Linked DNA regions of Mus musculus: region 1 is linked to region 2. A link is a contact called in public HiChIP or PLAC-seq data. All regions are on one chromosome and are shown on one strand. Each heading gives the region's core, a stretch centred on a gene start, on an enhancer-like site or on the middle of the called end of the contact. The rest is flanking DNA. Distances are from core to core; before and after follow the strand shown.

What was found. HiChIP or PLAC-seq counts read pairs in DNA pulled down with a chosen protein or histone mark.
Region 1: an H3K27ac HiChIP or PLAC-seq map of extraembryonic endoderm stem cells shows a contact between it and region 2. The contact joins the enhancer-like site here to the promoter of Pum1 in region 2. A contact is called at or near these places in 9 of 39 promoter capture datasets (the 3T3-L1 cell line, 3T3-L1-derived adipocytes, cranial neural crest and 5 more), 2 of 15 datasets of contacts at CTCF or cohesin (CD8 T cells and the NIH/3T3 cell line), 13 of 484 Hi-C or Micro-C datasets (the C2C12 cell line, the G1E-ER4 cell line, erythroblasts and 7 more), 14 of 115 datasets of contacts at active chromatin or transcription factors (the HPC-7 cell line, the SCID.adh cell line, bone marrow-derived macrophages and 9 more) and 1 of 9 other capture datasets (pancreatic islet).

Annotation. Positions count from the first base shown.
Region 1 is chr4:130,716,657-130,720,958 of GRCm38.p6, forward strand. Pum1 (pumilio RNA-binding family member 1) reads left to right here. Exons shown (of 22, transcript NM_030722.3): 4 at 1,498-1,606; 5 at 2,517-2,695. Among named protein-coding and RNA genes, the nearest start is that of Snord85, 31 kb to the right of the region's middle. Within about 2 kb of position 2,620, at least 8 of the 459 cell types and tissues checked have an H3K27ac peak or open chromatin away from gene starts, as enhancers often do. A contact at or near this core is called in extraembryonic endoderm stem cells, where this site is marked.
Region 2 is chr4:130,660,882-130,664,639 of GRCm38.p6, forward strand. Pum1 (pumilio RNA-binding family member 1) reads left to right here and starts at 2,440. Exons shown (of 22, transcript NM_030722.3): 1 at 2,440-2,586.

The DNA.
Region 1 (4,302 bases), core at 1,370-3,869, 56 kb after region 2:
AGTTTTTTTTTTTTTTGTTTGTTTTTTTTTTTGTTTGTTTAATTGACCCTTGTATATTCTCGGTATCTCTTCTGGAATTTGACTATGATTTTGCTAATGTCCGATGCCGCTGAATACATTTCCAAGAAGCTGTTTGGTGGATATTGATGCTTCTGAGGGGAATTGCCACTGAAAAACAAGTTTGGCATCAGAAGAAAGAGGAGACGACCAAGGACAGTTTAATAGTAGTTCCCAGGGCAAATCAGAATTATCTAGTCCCGGGATTTCTGTCTCTTTGCTCAGCTTTATTCGGTCAACCTGTTTCTCCCTCTCTTTTTACCTCCTCTTCCCAACCCACTCCAGTTAATAGACCCCAGAACATTAAGGGACACTTGGTTGATGCTTTGATTTAATTGCCTGTCCTCGAGGCAGCTTAGCACTTGCATAACTCAATGTCAGACCAAAAAGTCTTTTTGTTGGGATCTATTTGAAAAAGGTAGCAACCATCTTGGGTTTGTGTAGGAACCTATGCTGTGGAATAGTTTGGGACTTTTTGAGGATATGGTAACACTAGGCTGAGATGGCAGTAGTGAGGCTGGAGAGCTGGGGTTTGGTTTAGACAGTTTTGATTTCTTTATTATGCTCAGATGTAGTAGCTAAATAAGTTGGAAAGTTAAACCTGTCCAGGAGGAGAGCAGATCTCTTGGGCTTTCTGGTGTTTTATCAGAAAGCTAGAATTCCATTTCTGGTATTACATAAGTCAGATCTTCAGTATGCCCGTTTATGCTCAGAATTAGTGATTACACATTATCTTAAACTTCTGAAATCCTGTCTGAGGAATAGTAGATATTAAAAAAAAAACAACTAGAGGAAACAAGAGGGAGACATTTTATTAAAATTGATGAACACACCAAGAATTATGGCAGTCTTCAGGAACTTTCCTCTGTAACTACAGCCACTGTTTCTTTGAAGTATTATTAAACCTAACAGAGGTCAAGAAATTTGATTTTCCTTCTGAAAGTAGATGAATGTTTTTTTTTTTCTCTTAAAATCTTAGAAAAGGTGGATGTGGTGCAGAGTTAGTTAATAGAAGTGGTGTCTAATATTCTGTAGCTGGGGCTCCTAGCTGTGTTTGTGCTCCTGCTTGAGTAACTGTGCTCAGTCAGTGCTTGTGCGGACAGTGTTAACTGTGGTAGGCACTCTCGCAGGTAGAGCCCTCGGAGCAAGCAGTTAGCTGTAGTAGGGCCATGTTTGTACTCTTACCTCCTCAAAAATCTTCACAACAATTAAGTGAACAATTTTAGATATTGATGATTAGTGTCCCCCTGCTTTAGGCATTTCTGTGTCCTTTACCAAAGAAGAATAGTGTTCTGATCATAGCTGTGTAGCCAAAACACTTTGATTGAGACCCTCAGGGTCTTTGAACATCTTCAGTACTCTTGTCTAAAGAAAGTGTTGACTGCTGTACTCTCATCCTTTATGAATTCTTTAAAAGCATCTATTATTTTTAATTTGCAGCAGCTCTTGCCAGGTAAAAAGTTTTGGGAAACAGATGAATCCAGCAAAGATGGACCAAAAGGAATATTCCTGGGTGATCAATGGCGAGACAGTGCCTGGGGAACATCAGGTAATCTAGCTCTAGCCTCTCTACTGTGATTTATGCCTGTCTTAGAGCTCCCTTCCTCAGCACTTGGCCAAGTCATGAATTTCAGATCAGTGGCAGAAGCACGCCGAGCAAATGTCCTGTCCTATAGTAGTATAATTGCCACTAAGGAGCTTAGATGATGTAGTATATTAAAAATAATTACACAAAATCAAATCTTCAATATTTTCTCAAGTGCTAGTCAAAGAAGAAGGGACTCATTTGAAGTGATCATGATTTTAGCTGCGTTTCCCTCTGTGCTGCTGTCAGCTTGCCTGGAATTGGAAAATCCAAACCCATACTTTGAACTTCATTATTCTTTTTTTCTTTTTCTCTTGATGTTTTATGCTATATATGCCGTAGTTATCTTTAAATGTGCCTGAGGTCAAATGAACTCACCCGGCACAGACACTCTTGTGATAGACTGCCACTGAAGAGGGTTGGGGAGAGCTGGTAGAGGCAGAGACACCAACAGCAGAAAGAAGCCACAGCTTCTAGGGATGGGGAAAACAGAAAACCCAACACTGGATAAACTGTATTCAGGACGGTGCAAACTGGAGTCCTCAGAACGATTTGTTGTCCCCCCCCCAAAAAAAAGATAAGGAAAAAAAGAACAAAAGAATTTCTGCAATTCGAAAGAGGTGACCATTGACTTTTCTACTTAGCAATGTGATCGGCTGTACTCCCTTGCTCTCCTAGATATAGGAGGGGTATGTTCTGTGTCCTTAGCCTATGTAGAATACCAGTGCTTATTGAAAGACCCAAGGGGAGACCTTGGCTCAGCTGACCATGGTGGGTCTCCTGATTCCCAGACATTGGTTTATCACGAGACATCACTCATAATTTGTTTGGGCTTCTGGCTGCACTGTGTCACACTTGTGTATCTTTTTTGTAGATCATTCAGTTTCCCAGCCAATCATGGTGCAGAGAAGACCTGGTCAGAGTTTCCATGTGAACAGTGAGGTCAATTCTGTACTGTCCCCACGGTCGGAGAGTGGGGGACTAGGCGTTAGCATGGTGGAGTATGTGTTGAGCTCATCCCCGGGCGACTCCTGTCTAAGAAAAGGAGGATTTGTAAGTTGGCTTGAGGAACTTGTTCCTGTCTCTTTCTTCCCCTTTCCCCCAAAGCAAATGTGCCTGTTGAGTTTCCTAGGTGCTCGCAGTGTTAGAGGGTGTTTTAGAACACTCCCATTGTAGCATACATGGAGCTCACCAAGCATGACAGGACAGGCAAACTGCACTTCAAAGATGGAAAAGTCAGGGCTTGGGTTTCTGTGGGCGGCAGGGGGGCGGAGGGCCAGGTGAGGGAAGCACTACAATCAAAGCCTCAGTTAATGAGTTAACAAGAAGGCATTCTTCACTAAAACAAAGCTCAAGAGAGAAGGACAAGTTGGGTATCTGCATGAGGTGCTGTCTTAGAGGAGTGATTGCCCGGCCACTACCTCAGAACCTTACAGAGGACAAGGCATGTGGCTCAGTCTTGGTTTTTGCAGGCTAGATGTGAATTTTATGGTGGCCGCAATTGAGCAGCTTTGTTTCCTATGCCTATGCTGTTGGGGAGCTTGCTTTTTTTTTTTTTTTGTTTTGTTTTGTTTTGTTTTGTTTTGTCTTTGTTTTCTGGTTTGGTTTTAATTCATTGCCACTAACCCCACATATAAATTCTGGCTGAATGGCAGCCAAAGCAGTCTCCTTGCCTACTGCCTCTTGCTGCTGAATCTTAGCATTCTTTCTGAAGCTTTGTCACCGCCTTTCTTGAAGCACATTCTCTATATTATCAGCTTTATAGATAAAGGAATCTTGGGAAATATATCTACTTGAATCTCCTTTTGTATTCTCTGGCTGATGTATGTTGCAGCTATCTGCCTGCCTTTCATGCCTAACTTGGTTTGTTCTGTACCCTTTTAGTCCTTTTCCCGGATGTCGTTGTGGCCTAAAAGAACCCGGTGGCAAATGTTTGAGATACCTTCTTCCCCCTTATCATCATACACTTGGTTTCACCTACACATGCGCTTCTTTATGTGCTGCATTTGTTACCTAGGCGCTACCCTTCTGTCTCCGAAAACTGTTTGGTTACAGTAGTCGGTGTTAGCCTGCTCTCTCTGTGTATTAATATTAAGCATGTTCTTGAGGGCTAGCCTTGTCAGAGCTGACCGGAATGCTTCTGGATCTTTTGACTTAGTTCAGACATAATGGCCTGTAAATCAAAAGGGAACTGCTTTTGTGCTCTTCTCATGGGGCTTCTTTGGGGCAGACAAGATTTATACTTTGGTTATGAGGAATGGGAGCAAGCCAAAGGATTGCTGTTTGCCTGTCTTCTCAAGAGAGCAGTGGAATTCTATTTTCTTCCTTCTTCACACTTTTATTTGATTTCTTAAGAGAAAGTACTGCCTTATAAATACTGCCTCCACTTTAAGTTATTTGCTAGAGAAAAACTAGTGTGCTTCATTAATGAGTTGCTGGTATGGTGGCCAGGAGCCTTGATAACAATGGCTGTGAATTCTCTGACCAGTTTCTAGTTTGTTGACATTAGGCACAGGCACACATCTGGACTACTGTGAAGGTTGTAGGAGGCAGAAAAGTAATTTGAATTAAAAGGAGATAAAACAGAAGAATTGGGATTATTACTGTCACTTTTAGGACAGTTTTTATGATAAAGCCCTGCCCAAGGAGAGTCCCATACT
Region 2 (3,758 bases), core at 1,190-3,689:
ATATTTTGTAGTCTGGCAGATTTATTGTTTATTTTAGTTTGGAATTTTTTTGTTTCTTTTGGTTTTTTTTGAGACAGGGTTTCTCTGTGTAGCCCCGGCTGTCCTGGAACTCACTCTGAAGACCAAGCTGGCTTCAAACTCAGAAATTCTCTTGCCTCTGCCTCCCAAGTGCTGGGATTAAAGGCATGTGCCACCACGACTGGCAGAAATTTTTTGTCTTTTTTTTTTTCCAGAGCTGAAGACCAAACCCAGGGCCTTGCGCTTGCTAGGCAAGTGCTCTACCACTGAGCTAAATTCCCAACCCCAGAAATTTTTTTTAAAAGAGCAGTCAGTGCTCTTAACCACTGAGCCATCTCTGCAGCCCTAGTTTGGAAATTTTAAGTTGGATAATGAGTAAGAGTCTGAGGGCAGCATATGTCACACTGGTAAACACTTGATAACAGTGGTCTCAAGAGTCTGCTGGAGGCTGTGCTCTGATAGGGTTATTCTGGGGTTGGGTTTGTGTCTTAGAGCCTTTGAAAGTAAATTTCTTTAACAAGATCAGAGATGGGTGATGTTTACTCCGCTGGGATTGCCTCATCTGATTGACTAGTGAGTCCTCAAGACGAATATCTCCTGTCTATGGCTAAACCAGCATTAAAGTCTTACCAAATGGATGACGGAAGCTGAAGTTCAACCTAAGGAAACTAAGCGGGACAGCGGTGGGACCATCTTTAATCTTAGCACTCGGAAGGCAGAGGCAGTTGGACCACTGAGTTTGAGGCCAGCCTGCTCTACAGAGCAAGTTCTAGGACAGCCAGGTCTTTACTGAGAAACCCTGTCCTGAGAAACCAAAAAAACCAAACTGAATCAACCAACCAGACAAACAAAAAAAAAAAAAAAAAAAAAAAGAAAGTAAAGAATTAACTATGGCTCTCAGGACGAAAGCATGGAGCCCAGAGTTGTCTGGTAAGAAGCTAAAAGGTGTAATTTTCTCATATCTGTCATCTTTCTTCCTCCTGTGTGCTTGCATACTATGGCTATTCAGTACTGTCCAGGGCCTTGGCCTGATGGAGCTAAATGCATTATCTACTTGATTTCACAAAGCATTGTTAGCAGTGTGGGAAATGAAGGTTCAGTTAAGGAATTTCAGGTCTGGTTACAAGCTGGCTTTCTGAATAGAGTATGTTCTTGAGTTTGAATATCGAGACCTGGTGGGGGGGGATGTAGCTCAGTTGTTTGGTAGGGTGTTGCCTGGCATATGTGAAGTCCTACATTTGGTATGTCTGTAGTAACAGAAGGAAGGTATGGAAGTAGGCTCAGGGGGTCAAGGTAATCCTTAGCTACACAGTGAGTTTGAGGGCAGCCTGGCTCTATGACACCCTATCTCAAAAACAGAAATAAAAAAAAAAGCGAGGTGGTGGTGGCATAGGCTGTTAATCCCAATACTCAGGAGGCAGAGGTGGGGATATCTCTGTGAGTTCTGAGGCCAGCCTGGTTTACAATGGGAGTTCCAGAACAGCCAGGGCTACACAGAGAAACTCTGTCTTGAAAAATCAAAAAGAATTTAAAAAGCCTAAAAAACCTAAAAAAAAAAAAAAAAAAAAAAAAAAAAATTGAACGGTTCTTGAAGGCAGAGACAGGTGGATTTCAGTAGGTTAGAGAGCAGCCCAGCCAGAGCTACAACAAAAGACCCTGTCACAATAAAAACCAAACCAGGGCTGGAGAGAGGGCTCATTGGTTAAGAGCACTGACTGCTCTTCCAGAGGTACTGAGTTCAATTCCCAGCAACCACATGGTGGCTTACAACCATCTGTAATGGGATCTGACACCCTCTTCTGGTATGTCTGAAGGTAGGACAGTGTAATCACATACAAATGCATCTTTAAACCAACCAACCAATCAACTGAAATGGAGTGCTTGCAAACACCTCTGGCTTCTAGTTCTCAGCTTAATTTGCTTAGTTTCCATCTTGATATTTCTAATGACCTTTGAACAAGGGTCCTGCCATTGTCATTGCGCTCCAGATCCTGCAAATTAGGTTGAGGTCCTGCCCTCCATCAGCATGGTCGTTCTGTTGCTCTTTTCTTTTGTATGTTACACTGGGGAAACGAGGCAGGAAAAGATGCAAAAAGGCCAGGAGCCAGAGGGCTAGAAGGGGTTCGAACCCAGACACTGGCCAGGCTGTGCCAAGGTTCAGGCACAGCCCCAGGTTGGCGTCCCCTCCCCCCCACGGCAGCCCGGGCACTCCGTGCGCGCTCCCGTGCCTCCCACCCCGCTCCCTCCGCGGCGGCGGCGCGCGCTCGCCCCAGCGGGCGGGCACAGCGGTTGTGTGGCCTGCGAGTTTCCCCGAGTTCACACAGGCCCTGCCGTTGGCATGGCAACCGGGCAACCTGTTCCAGAGCCGCCCGCCCGCCCGCCCGCTCCGCACACGCCGCTGCCACCGCCGGAGCTGGGGCCGGCGCCGGCGCCGCTCCCATGATGCACCGCGTCAGCCCAGTCCCCAGTGGGCCGCCATGTTGTCGGAGTGAAAGGTAAGGGGGAGCGAGAGCGCCGGCGAGCGAAGATCGGGGGGCCGGAATCCATCTTCATCCTACCGCTCCGCCCGTGAGTATCCGCGCCCCGGTGGCCCCAAACCGTGCTCCGAACCCCCAGCGAGCCGATGCGCCTCTCGTATTGGCGTTTGGCAGCGGTTGGCGGGGCGAGAAAGGGCTTAGAGACGCCGCCGGGCCTGGCGGAGGCACCGCGCTCGCTCCGCTCGTACGTGTTTGGGAGGCGGCAGCGAGGCCCTATTGTTATCCGCGAGGAGGGGGTGGGGAGCGGGCCGCGGCCGGGGCCCGGCTCGCCCGCGGCTGCCGGCGGCTCCGTGCCTCCGTTCGGCCCTGCCGGGAGTCCCTAGAGGTTGGTGTTGCCGTTCGGCTCGGCTTCTTTTTTTTTTTTTTTCCTTCCTCCCCTGCATTTATTTATTTATTTTTTGGATGGATCTGAGCAGCCCCAGGTCCTCTCTTGTGGCCGCGGAGTGGAGATTCTGTGGTCCCGCGGGCTCCTTGGACTTGGCTGGAGCTTCCGTGGCAGCGCCGAGGGAGGAACAATACAAGGCTTTAGAAAGCGGGCGGTGGGCCACGGTCCTCGGGCGAGCCCCCCATGGTGGTGGGGGAGTGGGCGATCTTGCAAGCCTTGAAATATGGAGAGGTGACCATCAGGAAGTTTCGGATCGCTTTTTAAGCGCCTGGGTTCCTTGTGGCCTTTTGTTTCTGTGAGAGCTTGTGTGTGTTTTCCTCCCCCTTGAGGAGGGGGTGTTCTTCCTCTCTGATCCTCCCTGTGTTGGTGTGCTTCCCTCTCCAAGGGGCTTTCAGCAGGTAGTAGGACAAACATGTAGATAGCTACACAGTGCTACAGTTTCGGTCCTCACGAACGCGGTGGGTAAACATGGGTCATTTGTTTGACTCGTCAGTACCACTCCCACGTTAAGGGAGGAACACTCCAGTAACTTTTCTCCAGTGAAGCTCACCCCTCTTCCCAAGAGCTCCCCTCCCACATCGCGAGGAACTCCCACATAGATGACCAGAGAAGGCTTTATCCCCACCATAACTTTGAAGGATTGTTCGTTTTCATTGTGCAAATTACGATAACGCTTCGTTACACTTGATCATTTTGCTCACCCCATTAATTACTGGGATTATTAAGATGATTTATGAGGGCTTTTGGGCGTTCAGTTTTTAAAGCCAGTTACTTCTGAAGGTAGGATTGTAGCTTGAGCTGTTTGCTTTGGTGTAAAA